Linked DNA regions of Sus scrofa: regions 1, 2, 4 and 5 are each linked to region 3. Evidence: chromatin contacts called from public HiChIP or PLAC-seq data. All regions are on one chromosome and are shown on one strand. Each heading gives the region's core, a stretch centred on a gene start, on an enhancer-like site or on the middle of the called end of the contact. The rest is flanking DNA. Distances are from core to core; before and after follow the strand shown.

What was found. HiChIP or PLAC-seq counts read pairs in DNA pulled down with a chosen protein or histone mark.
Region 1: an H3K27ac HiChIP or PLAC-seq map of skeletal muscle shows a contact between it and region 3, with 14 times the contacts expected there. The contact joins the promoter of RGMA here to the enhancer-like site in region 3. A contact is called at or near these places in 1 of 5 promoter capture datasets (fetal skeletal muscle), 8 of 47 Hi-C or Micro-C datasets (embryonic fibroblasts, fetal heart ventricle, fetal skeletal muscle and 5 more) and 1 of 2 datasets of contacts at active chromatin or transcription factors (skeletal muscle).
Region 2: a contact with region 3 is called in an H3K27ac HiChIP or PLAC-seq map of skeletal muscle, with 15 times the contacts expected there. The contact joins two enhancer-like sites. A contact is called at or near these places in 1 of 47 Hi-C or Micro-C datasets (heart right ventricle) and 1 of 2 datasets of contacts at active chromatin or transcription factors (skeletal muscle).
Region 4: a contact with region 3 is called in an H3K27ac HiChIP or PLAC-seq map of skeletal muscle, with 15 times the contacts expected there. The contact joins two enhancer-like sites. A contact is called at or near these places in 1 of 47 Hi-C or Micro-C datasets (embryonic fibroblasts) and 1 of 2 datasets of contacts at active chromatin or transcription factors (skeletal muscle).
Region 5: an H3K27ac HiChIP or PLAC-seq map of skeletal muscle shows a contact between it and region 3. The contact joins two enhancer-like sites. A contact is called at or near these places in 1 of 47 Hi-C or Micro-C datasets (heart right ventricle) and 1 of 2 datasets of contacts at active chromatin or transcription factors (skeletal muscle).

What each region holds. Positions count from the first base shown.
Region 1 is chr7:85,919,997-85,922,800 of Sscrofa11.1, forward strand. RGMA (repulsive guidance molecule A) reads left to right here and starts at 1,528. Exons shown (of 4, transcript XM_001924865.4): 1 at 1,528-1,904. The coding sequence starts at 1,891.
Region 2 is chr7:85,096,020-85,098,768 of Sscrofa11.1, forward strand. It overlaps the pseudogene LOC100627536. Among named protein-coding and RNA genes, the nearest start is that of MCTP2, 130 kb to the left of the region's middle. Within about 2 kb of position 1,467, at least 12 of the 83 cell types and tissues checked have an H3K27ac peak or open chromatin away from gene starts, as enhancers often do. A contact at or near this core is called in skeletal muscle, where this site is marked.
Region 3 is chr7:85,596,487-85,599,312 of Sscrofa11.1, forward strand. No RefSeq gene overlaps it. Among named protein-coding and RNA genes, the nearest start is that of RGMA, 320 kb to the right of the region's middle. Within about 2 kb of position 1,390, at least 20 of the 83 cell types and tissues checked have an H3K27ac peak or open chromatin away from gene starts, as enhancers often do. A contact at or near this core is called in fetal skeletal muscle, mesenteric adipose tissue, retroperitoneal adipose tissue and 1 more, where this site is marked.
Region 4 is chr7:85,978,128-85,981,108 of Sscrofa11.1, forward strand. CHD2 (chromodomain-helicase-DNA-binding protein 2) reads right to left here. Exons shown (of 38, transcript XM_021099370.1): 38 at 2,632-2,981. Among named protein-coding and RNA genes, the nearest start is that of RGMA, 58 kb to the left of the region's middle. Within about 2 kb of position 1,499, at least 31 of the 83 cell types and tissues checked have an H3K27ac peak or open chromatin away from gene starts, as enhancers often do. A contact at or near this core is called in skeletal muscle, where this site is marked.
Region 5 is chr7:85,889,900-85,892,734 of Sscrofa11.1, forward strand. No RefSeq gene overlaps it. Among named protein-coding and RNA genes, the nearest start is that of RGMA, 30 kb to the right of the region's middle. Within about 2 kb of position 1,567, at least 19 of the 83 cell types and tissues checked have an H3K27ac peak or open chromatin away from gene starts, as enhancers often do. A contact at or near this core is called in skeletal muscle, where this site is marked.

The sequences.
Region 1 (2,804 bases), core at 278-2,777, 320 kb after region 3:
CTTGTAGCATGTCTAGTACATGCCAGACACTACACTACAAGCTGGGGGTGTAGTGATGACCGCAGGCAGTTTGGTTTCTGCTGTCAAGGTGCTTACAGCCTGATGGGAGAGGCCCGCACCTACAGAAGGGTCACGCTAACCAGTGCATAATTGCAAAGTGAGATCAGTGTTAGGAAGAAAGAATGCAACGCTGGGAGAGCCATTCCCTAAGGAGGTTAGAGTTGAGTTGAAAAATTTGATAAGGGAAGAAATCTGTCGTTCACCAATTATTAGGGCTGGACATTCTCTCTCTCTCTCTCCTCTCTCTCTCTATGAGGAAACTGGGGCCCAAGAGAGCTAAAAGGCTTGCCCAAGGTCAGAGCTAATTATAGAAACCAGCAATTCCAATACCTGATCTCTTCCTGCGAAATCACATGGATTGTATTTATATCCCAGCTATAGATTATCTCAGTACCAATAAAACACAGAATATTGAGTTGAAACCACATCTCTCAAGACCACAAGCATAAATAATGATCGTGTTTTAATGTAGATGATACCTTTTTATTTTGCAAATCCAAAGAGTTCTCATCAAAATCCATGACAGCTTGTTTTCTGTAAGAATGCGAAGGCCATAACCCTGTCTGAAACGCACTGGCAAATTTCTCTAACCGAGCAATGCTAATTTGGGCGTGAGCTGTGTGTTCAGGCTGACTGCAAGCTCCAGCTGGGGTTTCAGCTCTGCACAGGGCGATTGGGTGGCTCTTTGCTGTTTCACGGCAAGAATCTTTCCCTGGACTCCCGGAAGCCTCTGGGGAATTTATCGCAACCGAAGTGTTCTCGCCAGTGTGTGCATGCGCTGCATGGTGAAACATTCTTTGGAGAAGAGAATCCACTTACAATCCGTGCGTGTGAGCGTAAAAGCGCCGCGCAGGGACAGGAAAGACTCGCGGCGGAGCACACTCTGACCCGAGGTTACCTCTGGGGAGGGGCTGATATGGGAAGGGGGATGTTATACGGTCTTCTTACTCTAGATATGCCTGGGCTGTATAAAAATTGTACACAAGGACGTATTCCTCATTTACATATTTAATACATATGTGTTAATTTTTAAAAAGAAGATTAAGCAAACATCTCAGAACAACAAAGGTGCGTCTCTGCAGAGAGTAGCAGCTTTTCTCCTGGATGTGACTGTCTATTCCAGAAACCTCAGAATATCTCGCCCTACCCATGGAACTGATGATGGAAACGTGCTCTCCAGGGCTTCGCAGCGGATGATTAGGAAAGTTGGAGGCGCCTCGAGGGTCATGGCACTTGCGGCTCGCGCCCCCCTAACCCGCATGTTTAGGGAAGTCTAGACTTGGCAGCGTGAGCAGCTCCCGACCCCAACCGCCTTAGCGGGTGCTGATGCGGGAAGGTGCGGCCGCGGCGGGGCGGGGCAATCCGAGTCGGCACCCCACGTCTCCGCTCCCGCCCGCGCCCGGCTGGCCCCGCCCGTTTCGCCCCCCGCCTGCGCCCCGGGCGCCTGGCCCGCCCCCTCCCCTCCGCGCGCAAAAGAACCTCGAGACGCCGCGCTTGGCGGCGGTTGCGGGCGGGGGCCGGGCGAGGGAGGGGGCTGGCCCGAGCCGCCCGACTCTGCAGTTGTCTCTCGAGCGCGGGCTGCGCAGCCCGAGCCTTTGGCTGGGTAAGCACTAGCCGTTCGCTCCCGGGCCGGCTCCTCCAGGCGCTCGCAGGCATGCAGCCCGGGAGCAGGCGGCGCGCCCCGGGCCGCTGCTGAGCCGGCCGGGGCGGCGGGGACCAGCGCCTGCCGAGCCCCTCCCACTTTGCCCCGGGGCCGAACAGCGGCGCCCCGGCAACCCCTCTTCGCCCGCAGCCCTGTCAGCGCCACCCCCCCGAGGGCTGCAGGGGCTCATGCAGCCGCCAAGGTAAGCGCGGGCCAGGAGCGGGGCGGACCCGGCTCTGACATCCCTGAGGCGCCGCCACCACTTGCCCGGGCTACGGCACGGCTTTGGTCTTCCCCAACCCCGCGTCTCATCTTGCTCCCATCTTGCCCAGATTTGAGCTTTGCTAAGCCTGATCGCTTTAGCTCTTGGCAGCAGCAAAGTTTTTGTGGTTTGGTATTTGCTCTTTTTTCCTAAAATGCTCTCCCCGGGCAGCCTGCAGCGCTCGTGGTTGGGCAGACCCGGCGAATGTGTGTACCACTGTGCGCGTGCTGGGAGCTCTCTTTCTCCCGCGGCCACCTCCTCATTGGGCGGTCGCTACGTCCAGCCCGCGGAGCCTGGGACAGGGAGAGCCACCGGGCTGTGCCGCTGTGAACCCGCATTGGCCCGACTCTCCCGGGCCCTCTCCTCCAGCTTCTGGCCCAACTGCCTAGCCAGCTGCAGAGCCGCTGCTCTAGGGCTTGCCCCGGGGGCATCGGCGCTGCGCACTGTTTGGGCTTGGGTCTCCAATGGTCCTTTGCCTGGGAGCGCAGGTGCGCAGGAAAGTGAGGGACTTGTGTTGAGTGCTTAAGGGATAGGAGTCGCGAGTGGCCCTGGCGTTTCTAAGTGAACAGGTGGGCCCAGAGGGCTGGGCACAGCAACAGTTACGTGCCTGGCTCAAGCAGTGGCTCATCCCAGGAACAAGCTGGGGCAGTGGGACAGGTGTATTTGGGGGGAGGACTGATGGGGACACTAGTGTGCAATTCTTGATTGCATCCTGTTAATGTAATTGCATTAGATTTGCTCGGAGGTAGAATCAATATCCCTAAATTGAGATTTTTTTTTTAATGGGCGCCTGCGAGCTGCTATTATGTAGTGTGGTTTCGGAAGGCGTTGGAATGTATT
Region 2 (2,749 bases), core at 217-2,716, 500 kb before region 3:
GCTGAGCCACAGTGGGAACTCTAGGAAATGGCTTTTTTTCTCCTTGTCCTGGTATTAAGTTTTAAATTGTTTCTTTCTTTTTTTTTAATCATCTTAAAGGCAGGTAGTATAAATTAAATCACTATTACTTTGTAAATGCTTATTATCAATTTAATTATGGCTTACTACATTGGCACTAAACTGAAACTTAAATTCTAAATCCGGTAGTAAGGATAAGAACCTCCTTCAAGAATGCCTCTGGGGAATTCTTACATAGGAAACAGAAATCATAGTTTAAGATGAAAAAGAAAAAATCAAGGTACACTATTCGAGCTAAGGTGAATCAAATATTACCAGAATAAGTGACCCTTATGCTATTCCAAAACACAAGGGACATACTTTCATCTTTATAGAACTGACAAATTTCATACCAGCTAAGTTGAAATCTTTATGGATAAACTTGTTCAGATTTACAAAGTTTCAGCCAATTATCAAAGCTTATAGGATTACGAGATAACCACTCCCCTGAAAACATTTCTAGAATAAAGCCTGTCAGATGTCACTGTGTTTAATGTAGGCACAGAATTTAAGTAGCTGGCTTAGCCACTCACCAAGTAAGGATCAAAGATGCTAGAGGGCGGGGTCTCAGGTGAAGCTCGAGTAGGACAAGGGCAGTTTTTATGGGGTGCACTAAGCAAAGATTCCTTTTAGGAGAGCAAATATGAAAATAAATTCATTTTTAAGTTACCCTTTACCTAATAGAAATTGAGAGCGTAGGGCAGGATGTGGCTAATGCCCAGTGGTGTGCTGTTAAACACTGAACCGGCTTTCCAAGTGGGTAGTGGGGAGGCCCTGATGTATAGTGTTTGCTAATTTCTGAAAGTAATCCACATGGCTGATTTCAAGCTACCAATGTGAAGTTGCTGAATGCACAGATAGGTAGAGATACTAAGAATCGGCTCTTGCAAGCTGCTGTCAGTGGACTCCAACACACCACTGACTCTTTGGGTAATGCTGGCCCATTCATGCTTTACTTTCTTGTTGGCTTATCATAAGTGGAACCTCTTGTGATCAGTTATTTCTTTTAAAACTTTTATTCTCTTTCTTAGCAGTGACATAGGAATAAATTTTGTTGAAGTAGAGAGACAACAGAAGTGGCCTGTTGTCCAACTTGGGAGTGTCCTTCATACCATAGTCTGTGTGAAGGTTGCCCCCTGGAGCGGTGCAGGAAAGAGCCTGCACAGTCACATGGGGTGGCCCTGCTACAGCTCCATGTGCTTATCTTCACCGCCCTTACTGCCCATATACACACTGGGCAACTCATGGTGCATTAATTACATCATATATGCTGCTCTGTGCCAGGCAGCTATGCCAGCCCACTCTCCTCCTCCAATCTCAATTTGACCTGCTTCTGTTCTGGTATTCCTGGTTCTCCTTATGCACTGTGTGAGCAGGACTAGAAGGGAACTGAGGGAAGGGTCATGGGGACATCTGACAGCTGTGTTCAGAAGCTATGTGCAGAGGTGTCCCAGAGTACAGCGTGGGAGGGAGGGTGGAGAAATCCCAGGGGGCCCACAGCCCTGTCTGTCACCAGCCCAGGAACACATAGGCACAGTGTTCATTATCTGAGGGAGGAAAAAGAATAAATCAGTGCTGCTACATGCAGCTAAATTACCCTTAAAAGACCTCACGCTCAGCTGGCTTCCCAGCTGAGTCATGGCTGCTTCAGCAGCCAGGGGGCCTCATGAATATTCTGTGGGTGGCTCTGCATGGGGTCATCACCCCGGACTGATCCCCACTCTGTGGACGTGAGCTTTTAAAAAAAGGACAGCAAGTCTGGGTGATCGATGGTGTAATTTTGGCTTTCTTGAGAGAGAAGCTTACCTTGGGACTACAGAGAAAATGACTTACTTCGTGGTGCTCAGTGCTTGCAAACCCAGGGAGAGCTCGGAGGGCCAGCTAGCACGTGGCCAGCCATCTAGGGAGCACTGAGGGAAGGGTCATCTGGCAGATGGGGATTCAGGGGGCCTGGCAGTAAGCAGGGCCAGGCTATGCCCAGGGCACAGATCCAAGGGTCGTTTATGTCTGTGTGTACAATCCTCGCTGACTCCCCTGAGGTAGGAGATAGGTCTCAGGCTGAGCAGCTGCAGCTGGTGGTTTATAAGAAAGATGACTGGCCAGAGACAACCCAGACGACTGCTCCCTTATTAGCAATTTCGGCTGCCTCTATTGCTTGCAACTCACTCTAAATTCACCCTTGTGCTCTTCCACCTGTACTTTGCTTCTTTTTTTGGTGGTGGGGGTGGGGTGGGGGTGGTGCATACCCATGGCATGCAGAAACTCCCAGGCCAGGGATCGAACCCATGCCCTAGGTGTATCAAGAGCCATAGCAGTGACAATGCCAGATTCCCAACCCACTGAGCCACAAGGGAACTCCTCGTACTTTGCTTTTAATAAATGCCATCTCTATTTCACAATCTTAGTCTCTATTCTGAATTCTTTCTTCAAAGAAGACAGGGACTCAGGTCCTTCTGCCAGCCATTTCACTGCCGGAATCACTCCTCTCCTCCCCTAAATACACACTTACACATGCTCATCACTTCTTCCAAAGGCAAGAGGCCAAAAATAAATAGAAATGGAGGTGTTAGCACACAACATCACGGCTACCATGATTCTCCCTGCCAAAAAGTGCTCGATAAAGTGGTCATGACACTTTTGCTATGAGATTGGGGATCCTTCAAAGAGAATGTCAATCTATAAAGGTTTGTAG
Region 3 (2,826 bases), core at 140-2,639:
TAATTAGGATCAAAGAAGATCACAAACAGGATCTTATAACTATAGTGCTTTGAGGAACACGCAATTCGTGTGACACTGAACTTCTCACAGGGCCAACCCACAGAGCTACGTGCATTTTCCACAACCAGACTTTAAGCCCTGTGGCCCTTTAGGGCTACCTTCTTTTATCATGGGCTGGGGAAAGGGCATTCCTGAGGAGTGCCAAGCAGCAGGATTCCTAGGCAGCCCAGTTGCCTTGCACTGGGAATATTCTAGAAAGAAGGAATACTGCGGAGACTCAGTGACTGAATAGTGATGACCTGACGCTGCTCCCCAGCTGGGGAAAATTGGGATGAAAGAATGAGGCGCTCCTGTCTGACCCCAGAAATTGTAAGGTTTAATAGTGAAAGGGGCCTCTTTTACTTCCCCCATTTATGACCAAACCAGTTCAAAGCTCAGACCAAGATGTTTTCAGCAAAACCCAGGTGAACCCTTTCTAGGCTAAGGCCACATGAGATTGAACTTCAGAGCGGCTCTTAAAGGGGCCTCAGCTCCTAAAGCCAAGTTCACCCACTTCACTACCTCCCTCGATCTGTCAGGCATTCTAGAAGCACTCAGCTTTCTCTAAGCTGACCCACTACAGCACAGTACACTTGGCCAAAGAGAGAGAGAGAACAGGCCATCCAAAATATCCCTGAGTGTCCCCAGCAGGCTGAATGTCTTGACCAGGAGCGGTAGAAATAACACTGGCACCTTCCTGCTTTGGCCCCGGTTTGGAGCGCGTGCTGGTGTCCACCGTACCCCATGCCAACCCAGAGCACAAGAAGGAGGGCGTGAAATTTGCAGCCTAAGTTCCCCAGGGTAACTTTTATAGCTCTGTTCTAGTAGTTACTTTTTTTTAAAGGTCAAGATTTACATGTTTATTTTGACTAGTGTTCCTTGGCCTAATCCAGATTTGGGGGGGTGGGGTGTGGAATGGGGGTTGGACAAAGAAAGAAATTGACACAAATAGATGAATAGTTTGCAAGTGAAATCTGCAACTCATTTTGGGAACTCTCCCACGAGAACCTCGCTTTATTTTATTGAAAAGGGCAAGAAAGAGTGACATTTCTGTGTGCTCAGGGAACCCAGAGAGCCAAACAGCCGGTCCCAGGGAAGAACATCTGGTTGGCGAACACAAAGGAACATAACACCTGCAAACGGCTCTGTGTTTACTCTGTGACTGGTTGTCCATTATCCTCTAAAAATATGTTTCGGGGCTGGAAACGGGCTGTTTGTGCCAAGAAAGCCTGGAGTGATAACACAGCCTGTTTACCTTGGAATTCTCCCCGTCCCACCATGGGCGGGCCCTGCTGAGGCAAGACAGCTTTGGAACATTTTTTTCTGCCTAGTGCCACTTTGCTGAAACCTCTGCAAGTTTGGAGCTAGAGACCAGAGAAAGGGCGTCGGGGGCTGAGAGTGTGGAGAAAGACTGCTGGGCTTCAGGATGTGGTTGTGATATTATTTATTCCTCTGTGATGATTTTCTGGCAGGGCTTTGGGTGTCTTAGCCTCTGGAAGGAGTTGCAAAGTATCAAAAACAACACCAAAACAAACCGTTTTAACACCCACACTTACAGGAAACTTTACCCCAGGGGCTCAGAGCACTTCTAAAAGAACAAGAAGGCCTGCCCTTGGCAGCTGTGATTGTCTGCCCCCGAGCTCAATTTATTGTCTCCTTCTTTGAAGCACTCTTGGTCTAGAATGAAGCATCATCCAAAGAGACCTCACTCAAAGCAGCCAACAGGGACCATGGCAGAAGAGTTCCCACCCAAAGGCAAAGCTCCTTGGAGCCCCAAACACAGCAGCATCACCCCCTACGGCCACCCTGAGTCCACACTGCAGCTGGAGTCTGACTGGTACAGTGTCATTGGCTTGGGGATGGTATGAAACCTAGAATGAAGAGACATATAAAGAAGTGTGTGGATAAACAGCAGAACTCACATGTATTGGGGTCTCAGCTTAAGGCCAGTCTAGGCAAATGAGCACTCTGCCTGGCTTTTCTCATATAACTAAAGAAAACAATTCTATTCTTATTTCATAAGCGAGAGAAAGAAGGCTTAGAAAGCTTAAGCAATTCTCCCAGAGTTAGGTTATTCAGTCAGATGGAAGCACTGGGGTTTCAAACCAGGTCTCTCTGGCTTTTTTTTTTTTTTTTTTTTTTTTTTCCACTACCTTACGTGGCCTGTCAAAGGCTGACATGCGTGGATTTCCTTTTGCTTCCAAATTTATTCAAAAAAGACCCAGTGTGGTGCTAAGATGCTAGTCTGGTTCTAATGTTGGAACCTGGTCTCCATTTCCTTCCTTCAGCTCCCCTGTCTCATTCTGAGAACAGGAGGAAGGTTAAGTTAGAGTGGAAGTTCAGGCTACTTTCACACAAAAATTGTGGTACATGATGGTACATTTGCTCTGTTGTTTAAGGATGTTCAGTTTGACTCTATAAACTAAGAGAAACAGGCCAATGAGGACAGAGGAAAGTAATCGATGCCAGTGGCCAGTGAGACCTATTAAACATAGATAAAGTAAGTAGAATATTCAAAGTCACACTAACTATTCATAAGGCATTCAAAACTCACCAGGCATTTAGTTGGCCACTCATTGGGAACATTCATTCCCCTCAGTTGTCTGCCTACAACACATGGATAAAAGCCAGTAGGCCAACTGGCAAGCTACAGCTGTGGCCAGGCAAATTTGCCTGTGTGTCTCATAAAAGCAGGTGTGTGTTTGCCTCAAGTATTTTCCATATGTTGACCCGCTTGTTCATTAGGAACTCTGTTCCTCCATGTAACCCCAGCAGGGAAAGGCTAAT
Region 4 (2,981 bases), core at 249-2,748, 380 kb after region 3:
GTGGAAATCTGCTGCCCTCTGCAGGACAGTTCTAGAACTATAGTCACTCAAGGCCCTCTGGCAGAGAATAGGAGCCAAAATGCAAAGCAGACCCAGCTGGGGTGGCGAGCATGGTCATCCACCCCAGTTCAGCAGTGCCTCTGGAGGTCCCAGCATCCCCCTCTGATAATCTCAACAGATGCCAAGCCCATTGGGTGTCCCCTCAGTGACCTCATCTACGCCACCCTGGCCTGGCAAGGGGCTCTCGTTATCCGTAGTTTGTATTTGAGGCTTGGAGAAGCAGTGAACTTGCCTAAGAAGCCAGCTGGTTCAAAGCCAAGTCTGTCTGCCTCCCAGACCCATGCTTCTCTTTGGTCCTCATGCCTTCCTGGACTCCTGTCCCTCTACTCCTGTCCTGGCTCTTTTCTCCCTGGCATTTATGTGACATCTTGTCTTCTCATTGTTTGCTTGTCTATGTTCTGCATCCCTGACCCTCCACCCAGGAAAGCTCAGAGAGGGCAGGGTCTCATCCTGGCTCACGTGTGTATGTCCACATCAGCTAGGACAGGGCCACTCTCATGACGGTCTAGTCCCAGCCATGTCTCTCTGTGAGCCTTGAAGGGGCCAGACTCTGTCTCCAAGTTTAGCTGGTTCCACTCCCCGCTGGGCGTTCCTCCTGTGTTTAATCGCCGCACAGAGCAGGCTTTGCAGAAACCTCCTTCCTGGGCTCCCAGGATGGACTGATTGTCCGGCTCTGGGGGGGGTGAGGGTTGCTATGTCTTAGGTCCCCCTGATCTCCCTTCCCTGAGCCAAGGACTGATGGACACTGTCTCCTTCCAGTTGACCCCCAGTGTGGACGAACTTTTTCCTTTTCTGCTTTCGGAGCTCTCACAAAGCCCATGAACCCTAGGAGCTGCCTCCTCCGTATGCAAATGAAGATGAAAAGGCCAGCTTCCCAATCATAGGCAGGCACTGACTTCCCTGCCCACCCCCAGACCACTCCTGGCCCCTCAGGCCACCCTGGTGCGTGGGGTTAGTGCGGACCATGCTTTAAGCAACATCAGTTCCCTCTGGGGTCAGAAAAGAAATAAAGAAAAGCACATGTGAACCCTCTGTAGGGCAGCTCTGGCTCCCAAGAAATGGCTGCCATTCTACCATTCTCAAGGTCAAAATTCTGTAGGTCAGCGATTTGCCTGTGCTCCACACAAAACCCTGTCTCCCTGTACAAAACTGACCAGGGATCCCCAAGACCCACCCCAGGGGAGGGCCCTGTTTTCTACAGGATAAAGAACTTTGATTCAGACAGGCCATGTCTCTTCCCCACTTCACAAAGCAGAACAAATGCAGCTTGCAAGGTGACAGGAGCCTGGTGGGTTTTCAACCTCAAAACACAAGGGAAGGGCTGCCTCCAAGGCAAACCTGGTCCTGTTCCTTTAAGAGCCACAGGTTGGAGCTCAGCGCTGCCTGGCAAATTGCAGGGCCTTGTGTTTCACTAAGTGACCTTTCTGTTGGCGCTAATTGAGGACTTGCCTTGATGCCAGAGGAGCGAGGCCTCGCCAGGGAGCAGGGAGGGGCCTGGGCCTGCTCCTTCCAGTAAAAGGCAGGCGTTTTGGCAGCGGTCAGTTTAGAAGCCTGGTTGCTATTGTAAATCATAGACTGATTATTGCACTTGTTCTTAAAGTTTCCCAAAGTTGTTCCAGCCGAGCTGTGAGTTGCAACATGATTGTGCGTTAAGTTTATAGGCAGGAAGAACTCTCGGCTCTTCTTTGCGTCAACTCCACAACTACAGGCGCTAAATCCAGGCGCAGCCAGGGCAGCAGGACCCTACAACCACAGGTCCTGGGCTGACAGTCACAGGAGTTAATCCTCAACTCTGAGTGGAAATGCAGTTTTATCTGTTATCAAGAATTAAGTGCTTCACAAGGACTGAAGTTTCGCTTCAAAGCCATTTAAGTGTTAGTAAAACCCCTCGGGCCTGGCAAACCTCTCCGACTTCTATTCAGACGGTTCTCCACTCGTGGGCTGTGGCTCCCTTCCTCTGTCTGGGCCTCGCAGGAGTTGGGCTGGCCCCTGTGCCAAATTGCTTGAGTTAACATTTGTGTCAGTGTTTCCATTATAAAGTGCTCTTTTCCCCTTCAAGAATATATAACCCAACTGTAAAATGACCCTCAGGGCTGCAGGCTGGCAGGCTCAGTGTTTTTATTTCCTCTGGGTAGAGGTGGCTGTAGGACCCCTGTTTGCACAGGCCTGGGTCTCCCGGGATCCTCCTGGGCACGAACAACATGGGAAATTGAGGGCTGCCCTGCTCAACTACTGGTGCCAACCCCTCCAGGTTCTCATCAAGGGTAGGGATGTGGGCTAAGATGACAGCTGCTGGGGTCAGGGACGCTGCTCAGAGAAAATGATAGAACCTGCAGTGTAAGATCCTGGACTCAACAGCACAACTGGTGCTCAGTAGCGAGGGGAGAAACATAACTTGAAAAGACTCCATTTCACAAGCTGTCAAAAAATCCCAATGACCCAGCAACCAGAGAAAGGGTGACGTGGAGGCATGTATGGTCACAGGGCACGCCAATGCAAAGCAACATGTTCGCCCAATTCTAAAAATCCTTAGTAACACTTTTTAATATATAAGAATCAAAAGTACAGCAGTTTTTACAATGTAGGAAAATTTAATACATACTATATAAACAACATTATTTACATCAGAAATCACTAGGACAGTGGCATTTTTCACAAATATAAATTAATTACTGTTTAGTCAACAGGTTTTAAAAGTCCACAATTTTACAATAAAGAAAAACCACCTGTCCCCAACCGAGCGGGGCACAGATGGACTAAAGCAGCCTGGACCCTTGGCCTGGATCTCCTCGCCCGACACGGTGGCCCTCAGATAAGCCAGAGGACCACTGGTGCTGGGCCCCGGGCCACCTCTCCTGCTGACGAGTGGGTTTTGGTCTGCAGGATTTCAGTGTCACTGCATCAATTCCTAACTGAATTGC
Region 5 (2,835 bases), core at 317-2,816, 290 kb after region 3:
TATGCTTTTACTAATCCAAGTGTTTATCCATAAAAAACCAAATAACTTTGTGTGTTTTAAATTTTAGGTAATTGGTATCACATTAGATTTATATTCTGCAGCTTCCTGTTTTCACTTGACAATGAGTTCTCAAGAACTGTGGTCCCTTGCTGTACAGTGGGAAAAAATTAAAAAAAAAAAAAACTGTGGGTATTGACAGGGTACATGAATAAGTGAATTCAGCGAGGTTGCTGGGTTTATCCCATGAATACAAGGGCAGTTGCAAGGAATGGATCTGTGGGATACATGACCTAGGACTTGAGACTTTGAGAATGTGGTCAATTTATAGAAATGTTTATGTGGGCCTGAGAAGTATGCATTGTCTCGGTTTGCAGGGCTCCACCTGCGTCTATTAGATCAAGCTTGTAAGTGGCAAATTCTTACTAAATGTGTCTACTTACTCTGGTTTGAAAAGAATTGTGTTTAGAATTCTAGTATAGGCCTTCACCTGTCTCAATGTTTTTGATCATCGCAACTTTTCGGAAACAAGTATAACATGAGTCTTAGAGATGAAGAAGTGTGAATTTCAAAGCTGAGAAGTGACAGACTCAGGCTCGGCACCTGTCTGCTTTTAAAAGGAATCAGTCTCCTAGAAGTCAGTATCTGCAGCTAAAGAAATGACATAGCCACCAGGACAAGGAGAGACAATTCAGCCTAAATCCAGATCAGGAGGCTCTGAAATGATAATCCTCAACCTCTAACCTATTGTGCAAAATCTAGCAAACAAAAATCTGGCCTGTCTGAATTATGTCCTACAACTCCGCACTTAGCATTTTGGTTGACCTTGTCTGCTGACTTTGGACGGTCTCCCAGACTTTCCTCTGAGCGCATCCTAGCCCCCATGGGTGTCCCAACACACCCAGGCCCTCCGGGCCTCAGCCCCACCCTCTCCCACCTGACCAGGCTGCCCTGACCATCAGGTGGCCCTGTGATGGTAGGTTCATAAGTTGACAACCAAAACCAGATCCAAAATATCCTCCCAGCCTTCATGTCTGCATGTTCTTCCTGTTAGAACAGATACGGAAATGGCAGATTCACCACAACACTGAGGCAACTCAGACCTCAGGCCCTCTCCCTCGCAAGGGCCCTTTCTAAGGCCCTGTACTGAATTCTGTGTTTGTAATTTCATCTTTTCAAAGAGGATTCCAAAAATCGTACAAACTTCGGGCCACCCAAAACCTGGTCCCCCCGACCCCCAGCGCAGAAGTGACTTATCTTGGAGGTCTCCTAGTCAAGTAGCCAGACACTGTGGGAGAGTTCACAGCCATAATCACAGAGCTTAGAGCAGAGGAGCAGGAAGAGGCCTCCCTGTGCCCCACCTCCTTCCACTTGTGTGTCAGGCTGGGCACCGTCCCCCACCCCGTGGGAGGCGTTGGCCTTGGTCAGCCCTGCTCCACCATGGCCTTCAAGCCAAGAGAAGGCCACGACTCCCAGCTCAGCCACCAGCCGGGCCCCTCCCTGCTCCAGCTGTGTCCGCTGGGCTCCTGGGGCAGGGCCAGGCCCAAGCCAGATGATCTGACATGATGAAAAGGGAAATTCTCACATTCCTTTCGCAAAAGACATCTGCCAAGTGCAATGCAGTGAGGAAAGGCAGGCTGGGGGGGGTTCTTGAGCAGCCAAATGCATCTTCAACCCTAACAGAGTTCACTGCAGAAAAATCGGGGTCACCTCCAATTAAGTCAAGTTTCAAGGGAAACTCGCATCTGCTGATGGAGCAGGGGGCCAGGGAGGGGGAGGCCAAGAAGGACACAGGACCCAGCATCAAGATACTCTCCCAATGCATACAGACTTCCAGTTTTGGGAAAATGTCTTCATATTCCCAGAAATGACCCAATGGAACAATCAAATTACATTATTTTCTCCAGTCCTCAATGCACAGTGATGGTTCCAGACAGAAAGGGCCAAAATTCTGTTTTTAACTCTGTCTTGAGTCTCACCCTAAGGCATTACCCCAAAGTTTCTCATAAAGGTCATCCTTCCCAAATGCTCATTTTCCGTTTTCACCACTAACAAAGGAGGTTCGGTGGGGAAAACATCAGTTTGTCAGTTTGAATTTCCCAAGCCAGCGTCAGCTGGGCAGCTTCTACCAGGACATTTGAGGGGTGTCCAAAAAATCCACCCTAAGCCCTCTTCCCCTATAGCCAGTAGTGATCTACCACTCTAGAATCACTCCCTATAAGACCCTCTCAGTAGCCTGTGCATCTTTTTAAAAATGTTTTGAAGTATAGTTGATTTATAATGTCATTCTATTTTCAGGTGTACAACAAAGTGATTCAGCTCTCTCTCTCCCTCTCTCTCTCTCTCTCTCTCTCTCTCTCTCTCTCTCTATATATATATATATATATATATATATATATATATATATGCTCTTTTTCAGATTCTTTTCCCTTATTGGTTATTACAAAATAAAATATTGAGTATAATTCCCTATATTACCCAGCAGGTCCTTGTGGTCATCTATTCTATATATAGTAATGTGTTTGTTAGTCCCAAAGTCCCAATTTATCCCTCCCTTTCCCCTTTGGTAACATAAGTTTGATTTCTATGTCTGTGAGTCTGTTTTATAAATAAATTCATTTATATCATTTTTTTAGAGTCCACATATAAGCAATAACACAGGATATTTGTTTTCTTTGTCTGGCATACTTCACTTATGATAATCTCTAAGTCCATCCATCTTGCTGCAAATAGCATTATTTTGTTCTTTTTTATGGCTGAGTAATATTCCATTGCATATATGTACTGCATCTTCCTTATCTGAGCCTCTGTTGATAGACATTTATGTTGCTTCCATGT